2 separate regions of the Muntiacus reevesi genome follow, and region 2 is linked to region 1. The links are chromatin contacts, called in public Hi-C maps. All regions are on one chromosome and are shown on one strand. The core of a region is the stretch at or near the end of the contact, and the rest is flanking DNA. Distances in the headings are between cores, read along the strand shown. Region 1 holds the start of KCNN3 (potassium calcium-activated channel subfamily N member 3). Region 2 holds the start of CHRNB2 (cholinergic receptor nicotinic beta 2 subunit).

The links. Hi-C and Micro-C count contacts between places; a contact is called where the count stands out from the background.
Region 2: a contact with region 1 is called in a Hi-C map of blood, with 4 times the contacts expected there. The contact joins the promoter of CHRNB2 here to the promoter of KCNN3 in region 1. A contact is called at or near these places in 2 of 3 Hi-C or Micro-C datasets (blood and muscle).

Annotation. Positions count from the first base shown.
Region 1 is chr1:78,532,107-78,537,516 of mMunRee1.1, reverse strand. KCNN3 (potassium calcium-activated channel subfamily N member 3) reads right to left here and starts at 2,885. Exons shown (of 9, transcript XM_065903309.1): 1 at 1,673-2,885. The coding sequence starts at 2,575.
Region 2 is chr1:78,814,546-78,819,955 of mMunRee1.1, reverse strand. It overlaps CHRNB2 (cholinergic receptor nicotinic beta 2 subunit), which reads left to right and starts at 3,337. Exons shown (of 6, transcript XM_065926258.1): 1 at 3,337-3,400; 2 at 4,626-4,771; 3 at 4,959-5,003. The coding sequence starts at 3,337.

The sequences.
Region 1 (5,410 bases), core at 1,636-4,135:
GCGATTCCAGGGGAAACCCCGCTCGCTCCAGCTCACTGAGGGGCTCAAATCCTAGACCTCCAGAGACGAAGGCGACTTCCGGGAGCTGCCCAGAGCTGGGGCAATGCCCTCTGAGCAGCCAGGACCTTCCCCCTGGAAGTCTTCATTCTGGCTCTTCAGGCCATCTGACAGGTCTGCCCCACCCCTTTCTAGAGCAGGCAGATCTAGCCATCCCCAGCTCAGAGAGCGAGAGGCTGGGAATGGGGGAAATCCGATCAGCACCTCCCAGGTTTTTGTGGCTGGATTTCAACAAGGAATGTGACAGTCTCGCAGCAGCTGTGCCCAGCCTGAAACAAGCTCTATTTGAAAACCCCAACAGCTGAGCCCCTCCCAGCTACCCGCTGGCCAGCCTAGCCACCCCCTGCCCAAAATGACAAATAAGTAGAGAAATCCAAGCAACAAGCGCGCGCGCGCACACACACACACACAAAGTAAACTGCGGGTGAAGGGTAGAGTGGGAAAAAAATCCACTTGCCCAATGACTCCCCAGGTCTCCAAGCCTTCAAGCTCGCAGCAGGAGGGCTCCCAGCAAGCAGAGCTTTGACAGAAATCCACCTTCCTCAAGCCCCACTCCCTTGGAGGACGCGATTTCCAAGCCCGCTAGGGGAGAGAAGCCCCCTCCTCCGCCTGGGGACTGGACGGAGGCTGGAGCAGCGGGGCCAGCTCCCCCGCTAAAGCCGGTGCCGCCGCCGCCGCCGCCGTTCTCCATCGGGGCGCGCACTCACACACTCGCGCACACACTCATCCTTATTTATCCCCGAGAAGAAGGAGTTGGGGTGGGAGGGGAGAACTGGGGCTGAGCCGGGGGCGCGGGCTCTCGGGGACGCCCGGGAAACCCTGTCATTCCATCCCAAGGAGAGGCACTCCGCCCCCCGCCACCGCCGCTGATGCCAAGGCGGCGCCCATCTGCTCTGCCCGGGTAACACCTGTAGCCATTTTTATCAGGGGGTGTTTACGAGGCAGCAGCAGGTTTATTCTGAGTCCTCTTTCCTGAGGGAAAGGACCGCTGATTTCCTCCGCCTGTATTTTCACCCCATGCCCCTCCTCACCCCAGGAGACGCCAAATCACCGGTGCTTTTCTATTTTGCCCCAAGTCTCTCAGGGAGGAGGAGGGAAATGGAAACTTGGGAAGAGAGGGAGAAGACGGGGAAAGGACTGGCATGGAATCCCCACCCCCCACCCAGACATTTATTTCTTTTTTATCCTCGGGAAAATGGAGTGGAGCAGGGAGGGGAGGAGAGGAGGGAAGTCACAGGAACTGGCAGGCACATCAAGGCAGAGTGGAATTAATTGGTGCGTTAAGCTGCTGGGTTATGCTTTAGTACGAGTGAGCCAGGAGGAAAGATGATTTCTCAGAAGGGATTCTTTAATCCTCCCTAACACAGAGTCCGCAAATTAGACAGTGTGTGGGGATGTCCCCCCTCCAAGGGAAGCAAGGAATGAATTCTCCCCGGATTAAGCAGGAAAACCATGGGAAGTTAAGTGTTCGATAAAATTGAGCAAACGCCTCTCCCCACCACCACCATCTCTCACTCCCCCAATCTCTCTCTCTCTCTCCCCCACTCTCTCTCTCTCTTTTGCTACCTACATATTCCTTTTGTTCAAAGGTATAAAGAGAAACTGCAGCCCCTACCTTTGAGTACAAACCCCAAGAGAGCTCGGTCTCTATCACCATAACAACAATTCCAAACATCCCAAAAATCAGAGCATAGTCACTCAGTCGCTTCCTCTTTTCAAACAGGGCCCTCCTGTGTCCCAGCTTATAGCCAATGTTTTGGTTTTTCCGCTTGTTGGCTTTGGGGAAGGTGGCGCTGCTGGCGGTGGTACCGGCATGCTGGTGGTTGTGGGTGGCATTGGGGTGATGGAGCAAGGTCTGGTGGGCATGGTTGTCCTCCCGGGAGGAGATGATGATCTCCGGGGGGTTGCTGGGGCTGAAGAGCTGGAGGGGTTGGCCCTCGGGCTCAGCCTCAATGAGGTTCCTCCGGGAGGCGCTGAGGCGGCTAAGGGGCTTCATGACCCCCCCGCTGTACTTGCAGGAACTCATGGCGATCTCCGTGAAGGGGTTGCTGTCCCGCCGGTGCACCAGGGGGCTGGCCTGCCGGTGCCTGCCGCCTCCACCAGGCCCACTTGTGGCTGTGGAACTTGGAGAGTGGCCAAGCAAGTGGTCATTGAGATTGAGCTGGCTGCCTTGCCTGGAGGAAGGGTGGAGGATGGCGGTGGAGTTGGATGAAGGGGGGCCCCTGAAAGCAGTGGGAGAGGAGTGTAGCAGGCCGGGATGGACAGGCTGGCTCTGGAGTTGGGTGAGCTGAGATAGGGGATGCGGTGGCTGCTGCTGCTGCTGCTGCTGAAGCTGCGGAGGCTGAGGCTGCAACGGGGGTCCTGGGGGCTGCTGGGGGGCTGCTGGTGGTGCTGGCGGCGGTGGCGGCGGCTGCTGCTGCTGCTGCTGCTGCTCATCCCCGGAGGATGGACAGGGGCACTTGGGGTCTTCATCCAGGTCCCCCACCCCGGAGTCATGGAAGTGCCCAGAAGTGTCCATCTTGGGGCCGGGCTGTATTGCCTGCAGCACAACCCCCCACCCCAAAGCCACCCTCGTTCCAAAGATGTCCTCAAAGAAAGCCAGGCATCCAAGCTCCCCGACCAGAGTGTCTTGGCTCCAGTCCTCTCTTTTTGGCTTGCTCCGGTTCTCTGGGGCTGCCTGGAGTCCAGACGCTGCCACTCAAGAATGCATGGTACTGGGCAGGGAGGGAGGGCAGGAGGGGAGCTTGGAGAAAGAAGAAGAAGGGAGGAAAAGAACTCTGTCTCAAGAGGTGGTCCTCTAGGAGCGTGTGAGGCCAGGCTCAGCTTCACTCCTCGCTGGCTCAATAGCTTTGCTCTCCTCCTCCTGCCACTGTTATAGGGTAAGCCAAGCCCACTTATTAGCAGCTGGTCTCATTGGCTTGGCTTAAGTCTCCAACCACCTCCTAACTCCGCCCCCCGCATAGGCTCCTCCCCGGAGGAGGGGCCTGCCGCGCTCCGCTCCCAGCCCCGGCGGCGGCGCAGCGAGGGCTGGGAACTGTAGTTTCCGCTCCCCACCCGGGAGCTGAGCAGCTGCCCTCTTTTCCTCTGACAGGTATGGCAGAAACCCGTCAGCCCACGGCGATACGGAATGTATGCGCACGCGGGGCGGTGGCGAAGAGGAGCGGAGGTTCTCGTCCGGAGGGAAACTGTGCACCCTGATGCGGCGGCAAGAAACAGGAAGAGTTATTAATGGTCAGGGTCTACGATAGCTTATTTCACACCTATTATCCAGCTACAGACTCCAAATACCCAAGGAGGCGGGCATCGTGTTTCCATTTCACAAACTGATGCTCAGAGATATTGAGTAACAACTTCAAGGTCACAGAAGCAAAGGTCACATCCTTCTGACCCCAGGTAAATACTGAACTGCCTGCAATATGTGTGCAGGAGCATCTGTTATTTCTAAGCCTCACAATAACCCTATGAAAATTATGTCATTATTCTCCTTCTACAGATGAAAACTGTTTTTTTAAAAAACCACTCGAGCACAGATAAGTAACTTGCCAGATGTTACCCCATTTGTAATTAAGGGTAATAGAATCTGAACCCAGGTCAGTCTGAACCCACAGCCCCTATACCATCTCCCAGGATGCCTTTCCACTATGATACTCAGTGCAAAGTGGTGGCTCCATAAATGTGCCTCAAATGACGAGTGGGAAAGAGCCAGATAGAAATTGTGGAGGAAGAACTGTCCTCCCCAAAGTAGGATGTGTGAAATGGACTATGGCTGCAGCTAGACTTGGAGTCACGGGAGGTCTGGCAGGAAGACTGAAAACCCCCGTGGTTGCTCCCCATCTGATCTGTTCCATGGAGCTCTGAGAGTCAGAGCTGGGAACAGCTGCTGGCTTCCCAGGTTCAGTACCATCATCAAGTATTTATTAAGCTCCCACTGTGTGCAAAGGGAGTTCCAAAAAAATGGGACCCTGCTGAATTCATTTCCATTTCTAACTGCAACTGACTTAGAGATGAGTGAAGAGGGGGCCTGGGATTCCCCAGGCATACCTGGGGTTTTAGGAAGGCGATGTCTTCCTACCTGGCTCTTGGTTCCCCCTGGCCTCTGTCTAGCTGCTTTCCTGGTAGGAAGGGGGAAGAGTAGGAGAGCCATGCACACATACACACACACAGATACACATATGCAGGTGCACACATATACATAGGTGTGCACTCACTGGTCCATAAACATGCACACACAGTGAAGTTTTAAAGCAGTTCTGAATGGTGAGCAGCAAGTAGCCAGGTCAGGAAGGGGCAGAGCTCCCATCAAAAGAGCCCAGAGTACCCTTCCTATGCCAGTTCTCACCTCTCCAATCCCCTATCAGCCCTAATGATTGAGAGTTAAGTGTTACTTGTAAGCCACAACCCCTGAAACCTCAATAATCACAACTATAGACAATATCTTGAGAAGTGTTATTATTATTGATGACATGGTAACACCGCCCTGCACCCCCACCCCCACCACTGCAAGTCATAACACGGGCTCAGACACAAGCCTGGGGTCTCATGTGTTTTCCCACAACCATGCCAGCCCACCAGTACCCCCTCCCACACCTCACTCCCTTGAGCATGCCCTCTCCTTTCCTTCTGTCTTCTTGGTTTCCCTCCTTCCATCCCCAAACAGAGCCACCTGTTTTGTTCAAGGCTCCAGATCATATACTTAGGCTTAATGATTTCATAACAAATTACCATTACTGTGTCGTGAGTAGCAGAAATGTGCTGTTACTATTGCTTCTCAGTGCTAGACACAGCATCTGGGCTGTGAAAAACCAATTTTTAGGGAGAGACTCCAGGTCTAGGCATTTCTGTGCCCACTCCACCACCATGATCTGTCTTCTGTCTCAGCTGACCTTTCTGGATCCCCTCCTGCTTCCAGGCTCCCTGGCTGTGCCTGGTGGATCCAATGGGGACTGTTAGAGTATGTCCTTCTAGCATGGATGGGGGTGAGAAACACCTGGCAGATGGGAGAACTAACTATACAGAGCCAAATGTCAACTGGAGATTCATCTGGAAATGGGCTGGAACTTGAAGGCTAACGCCACTGATGCAGCTCACACACTTCGATACACCCACCCTGTTGGAATGGGAAGAGAACAATATCACGGTCACAGCTCAGGCTCTGGAGCCAGGCTGCCCAGGCTGCCCCTCTCTGTCAGGCAGTGGCTAAGTGATCACAGGCAGGACAACCACCTTCTGACCCTCAGCTTCCCAGTCTATAAAATGGGAGTGATAAGGGTCCCTACATCATGCAAGTCAGTAGGAGTAGGCTACCTCTTCAGACCACACATGCAGCCCAGAAGCTATGCTGGAGCTGGCTGGT
Region 2 (5,410 bases), core at 2,088-4,587, 280 kb before region 1:
AAAGTCCAATACTTTGGCCACCTGATGCAAAGAACTAACTCATTGGAAAAGACACTGATGCTGGGAAAGATTGAAGGTGGGAAGAGAAAGGGGACGACAGAGCATGAGATGGTTGGATGGCATCAGTGACTCAATTGGCATGAGTTTGAGTAAGCTCTGGGAGTTGGTGATGGACAAGTAAGCCTGGCGTGCTGCAGTCCATGGGGTCACAAAGAGTCAGACACAATGAGTGACTGAACTGACTGAACTGAACATTGTAATGCCTTTCAAAAAAAATGTTCCTCACCGTCAGAGGCCTTGGGTGTGTCCCACCAAAACCTTGCCTAGTCACTGTTTTGCCTGAGGACTGATACTCCTACATGTATCCATCACCTTGTGTGGTTCTGGGCCTGTCCTCTCTTCCTGGTAGATATATATGGGAGGGGTGTGTGTGGAGACATGAAGAAGGCAGGAAGGATGTTCCAGCTCTCCTCCACTACTGGGTGGTTGTGCTCAGAGGACTCAGAATAAAAGCTGAGAAATTTTAAAAGAAAAGGTAGAGGCCAAGGCGAACAGGCTGCCCAAACTGACCAGAAAGGAGCATCAGGGAGTGACCAAGGGCCTCAAGGAAGCAAATGACTTTCCAGTCTGTCAATACAGAGACAAGCAACCACTCCAGAGAGAGACTTTCATAAAAGAAGACTTTTGCAGCCTTCTTCTATCACCCAGCATTCACTGAAAGAGGAAAATACTGAGCACTATCTACATGTAAAGCTCCGTGTCTCTCTTTTAGGAATTTGAAATGCCTTTTAGCCACTTTTGTCTTATTGGCTTTCTCATCTTTCAAATCTCAATTTTCATCTCTACCCCTTCCAGGCTCAAGGCACTATGAACCTCTCTCTCATCCATACTTCCAAAGCACCTTGTTTACACTCTTTTAGATCAGCCACCACATGGTGTCACAAGTCTTTGCCACCAAACTGTGATCTCCTTAGTAGCTGGGACTAAGTCTTTTTGATCACTGCATCTTTGATAACTAAACAGTAGATACCCAACAATTGATCTGAATTGTTGAAGGCAGAGAGGGCAGGGAGGAAAGTCTTCTTCCCACCCTTGACCCTTTTCCCAAGTGGACTGACTACACACATTCCTTCCCTTTTTCGTAAGGCTTTTATTCTCCACTTCTTTCCTTGGTTCTAAGATTTCTTGAATTCTTAAGAGATGATAACATGTTTGCACATGTATATGCCCTGGAGCTTGTGGTGCAGATTTATGGCCACTTCCACATGCTTTGGGCTTCCCTGGTAGCTCAGATGGTAAAGAATCTGCCTGCAATGGAAGAAACCTGAATTCTATCCCCAAGTCGGGAAGATCACCTGGAGAAGGGAATGACAACCCACTCCAGTATTCTTACCTGGAGAATTCCATGGACAGACCATGGGGTCGCAGACAGTCGGACACAACTGAGCGACTAACACTTTCACTTTCTTTCCATGTACCTTATGGAGACTGTAGTCATCCCACATCCTCTCTAGCCCTTTGCTGATACTTGTTTTGCTTTTCCTTCTCAATTCCAGCAACTAAGTACATGTATATAAATTGCTTTTGGCTGAGCTTTTAGAGAGGAATTTTTCTCTACATGTTAAAAGATTTCAGTCCTGTACCAGCCCTTTGGCTTATTTGTTGAACCCTCAAAATATGCCAGGCACTGTGCTGATTCAAAATCTAGGAGGAGAGATAGCTACCACCTTATATTGATTTATTTACTTATTTATCATCCTCAGGAAACATGTCTCAGGGCACCTGACCTAATCTTTGGTCAGGCATAGCTTCCTTAAGGAACTGATGTTTCTGTCAGGTGTTCAAAGTAGACAGTGGCTGACAGGAAATGGGTGAAAACAGAATCAACAGAACTGAATGTTTAAAAGGCCCTGAAGCATGCAGGATGGGTCCAGTAGTTAAGATTTAGTGCTCCCAATGCAGGGGGCCTGGGTTCCATCCCTGGTCAGGGAACTAGATCCCGCATGTCACAGCTAAGATCCCACATGCAGCAATGGAGACCCAGTGCAGCCAAATAAATTTAAAAATAAAAGAAGGAAAGAAAGAAAAAAGGTTTATTTCAAAAATAAATAAAGACATTACCATGAGGAGTGTGGGGCTGCAGGTACTGGCCCAGAGGAGGTTGAAGGAGTCGGCAGAGCTGGAACAAGACAGTGCCTTGATGTATGATAAGGCTGCTTTAGTCAGGAATCTTTTGGTTGAAACTGAAAAAAATCCACCTAAGAAAAAAGGGAAACCTTTATTGGCTCAGAAGTTAAAAGTTCGGGGCTTTTAAGATCAAAGATGTCATTGAGTTTTGACACCTCTCTCTGTCTCATCTTTGCTTTCCTTTGTGTTAGCTTCATTCTTGGGCTGGTTTCTATGAAATCATCCTCTGATTCCCCCTTGTCACACAGAAGTCAAAGACTGGAGAGGAACAGAATGTGGGTGAGAAAGGCTAATTGATAAGGGCCACTTACCCTTCCACTCTTGAAGGTCACCTTCTTTTCAGATGTCCACATGTCCCCACCTTAGATCCCCTGGATGCCTTCTGTGGAGGTATGGAAGGGAACAGATGAGGGGATCCTGTTTCTAGACTCCAAATTGTTTGCTTTCTTAAAATAGCAAACCTACAGTCCTCCATCTCATTCTCTAAGGGCCTAAGTGCATTGTCTTGGCTGCATCCTCAGCCTTCCCGGGAAGCAGGAGCATTTGGGTTTGGTAAGAGAAAAAAAGGAAGGTGAGAAACTCTTTTTGACTCCCACTCCCCTCATTCTGGCCTTTGGTCCCGGGTGCTTACCCGGTCCTGACCTGTTTGTCTTCCTTGCTCTTTCTTCCTGAGCCTTTTCAGACCCTTCCAGGTCCTGCCTCAACTCTGGGGTTTCAGAACTCCTCCACCGTCTGGTGAGCCCCCCTTCTTCCTCCTCACGCACACTCTAACTAAGCAGGACCAGCAGGAGAATACCCCACCCAGGGACCCCTTTTATTCTGAGCTCTGGCGCTTCCGCCTCCGGGGCGGAGACTCCTCCCCCTCACCGTCCCAATTGTATTCCCTGGAAGAGCAGCCGGAAAAGCCTCCGCCTGCTCAGACCGGGATAAGCGAGAAGCGGGTTCCTTCTCGCTCTTGGAGCCGGGGGAACCGCCGTGGAGATTATCACGGCAGCACCAAAGGCTGTGCGCACACCCTGGGCTCCTCTCCCGCCAGGCGCGGGCGGCGCGGGAGCGGCTTCAGCACCACGGACAGCGCCCCGCCCGCGGCCTTCCAGCCTGCGGCGCGCTCTGGCACGTTTAGGCGAGCCGGCGAGCTATGCCAGAGGCATGGCCTGGCTCTCAGGTCCCATGGCGCTGCTCCTCAGCTTTGGCCTCCTCGGACTGTCCTCAGGTAAGGACAAGTCGCCACGCTCTGTCTCACTCAGGCTCGAATTTGTAAGGGAGGGATCCCTAAGGCGGGAAGTCTCTTGGGAGTTAGGGGAGAGACCCCAGGAAAGCTGGGAGTACCTGGGAGGCTGAACTGGGAGAAGGACTTGCTCGAAGTGATGCGGAGAAGAGAAGGCAACCTGGGCAGTGGTGGCGGGGAATGTGTGGGTACAGAGAGGAAGGAAGGAGGGGATCTCCCCAGGATTTCTGGGGTGGCAGGAAGGGGAGACTCTGATTGCAGCTGAATTGCTATTTAACTTCCAGTAAACCAGTAGCTCAAGACAATCTACCTGGTTCGGCACCCTCACTTGGCTCGCCATCATTTCCTGTCCCTCATGTTGGGCTCCCGATTTTGCTCACTCCACGGGGGCAAGGCAGGAAACGGAAACAAGCAACTTCTCAACTCTCTTGGAGGGTGGACAGGAGACAGGAAGGGAAGAAGCTCTGCCAGGCTAAGGGCCAGGGAGGGGTCTCTGAGGACGTGCGGGTGCGTTTGTGCAGGGTTGCAGGAGATAGTGTGTGGTGGGGCAGGTACAAAAGGAATATACAACCAAGTGAGCTTTCCATATTTGCCTGCAGTCTCATGAGAGGTGAGCTCCTGTATGTGTGGAACTTGAGGTGAAATGTATGCCCTGTCCCACACAGCTCAGGTAGCCCAATTATTCTACTCCAACCCAATACCTTTTTGGGAGGGGGTCACAGCCAGTCACATGTAGAGGCGCATAACATTATTGGTACACAGAGATGGGTGCTGACTGAGAAGAAAGGCTGTGTGGTGGGACACATATAACTGTTCTCCTTTCACTACTCTCTAAAATCTTCCTTGAATTGTAGATATCTTCTAGAAGAAACCATGGAAACAGAAACTTCAAATCTTTTGAAATGATCCTCTGAGATCTTGCAGGAAGAGCAGGGTCTCCACTGATCCTTGAAGAATAGGTTTTTAGTGGGAGACTGTGGGGGGACTGTCTGGGCTTCTTGGTCAGTGATCTCAGAGAGGGACTTCTCTATGAGGGGCGTCCATGGGGGCAACCTAAGAATTTTGCTGTCTTCTTAGGGATGAGCTATGGGAAACTACAGCTTCCTATTTGGGCCTAGGTTGTCCCACTTGCCTAGGGAGAGTGGGATCCTGGGTGGGCCCTCCTTGCTGTGTACTTACCTCTTGCCCCCAACCCCACTCCCCTGCCCAGGAGTCTGGGGTACAGACACAGAAGAACGGCTGGTAGAGCATCTCCTGGATCCTTCCCGCTACAACAAACTTATCCGCCCAGCTACCAATGGCTCTGAGCTGGTGACAGTACAGCTCATGGTATCACTGGCCCAGCTCATCAGTGTGGTGAGTGGGGGTCTCAAACTGTATGCCCAGCTACTGAAATTGGCATAGCCAGAGTATGTTTGCACTAATTCTTCTGGAGTCCCCAAGGCTTGGGCAGGTGGGGGAAGGAGCCTGGGTGGTGTAGGGGGCCCACAGACTTGAGGGTCGGTGGCAGGGGGCACTTCTCAGCAGCTTCTCTTCGTTGCAGCATGAGCGGGAGCAGATCATGACCACCAATGTCTGGCTGACTCAGGTTAGAGCTCTTCCTGCCCACACCTCTGGGCTTCTCTTTCCTCCATTTTTTCTTTCTTTTCTTTTTTTTTTTTTGCATGTGCTTTTCCCTCTTTGAATCTCCTCAAGAGAGGCAGAAAGGTATAGACCTTGGGATCTTAAATAACTGGATATGAGTCTTGGTTCTTCCACTCACCAGCTCTGTTAACTTTGAATATGTTAAACACTGCAAGATTCATTTTCTCATTCACAAAATGTAGATTCTAATATCTTGGCTTGGCTATGCAAATTAAATGAAAAGCCACTTTTGCTGGGCTGAGAAGTCATGGTGGCAAGGCAATGACTTTTAAAAACTTCCTAAAAAAAAAAAAAAAAACTTCCTCAAGCCAAATAGGCCTCCTCTTGTCCCTGTCCTTGACCTTGAGCCCC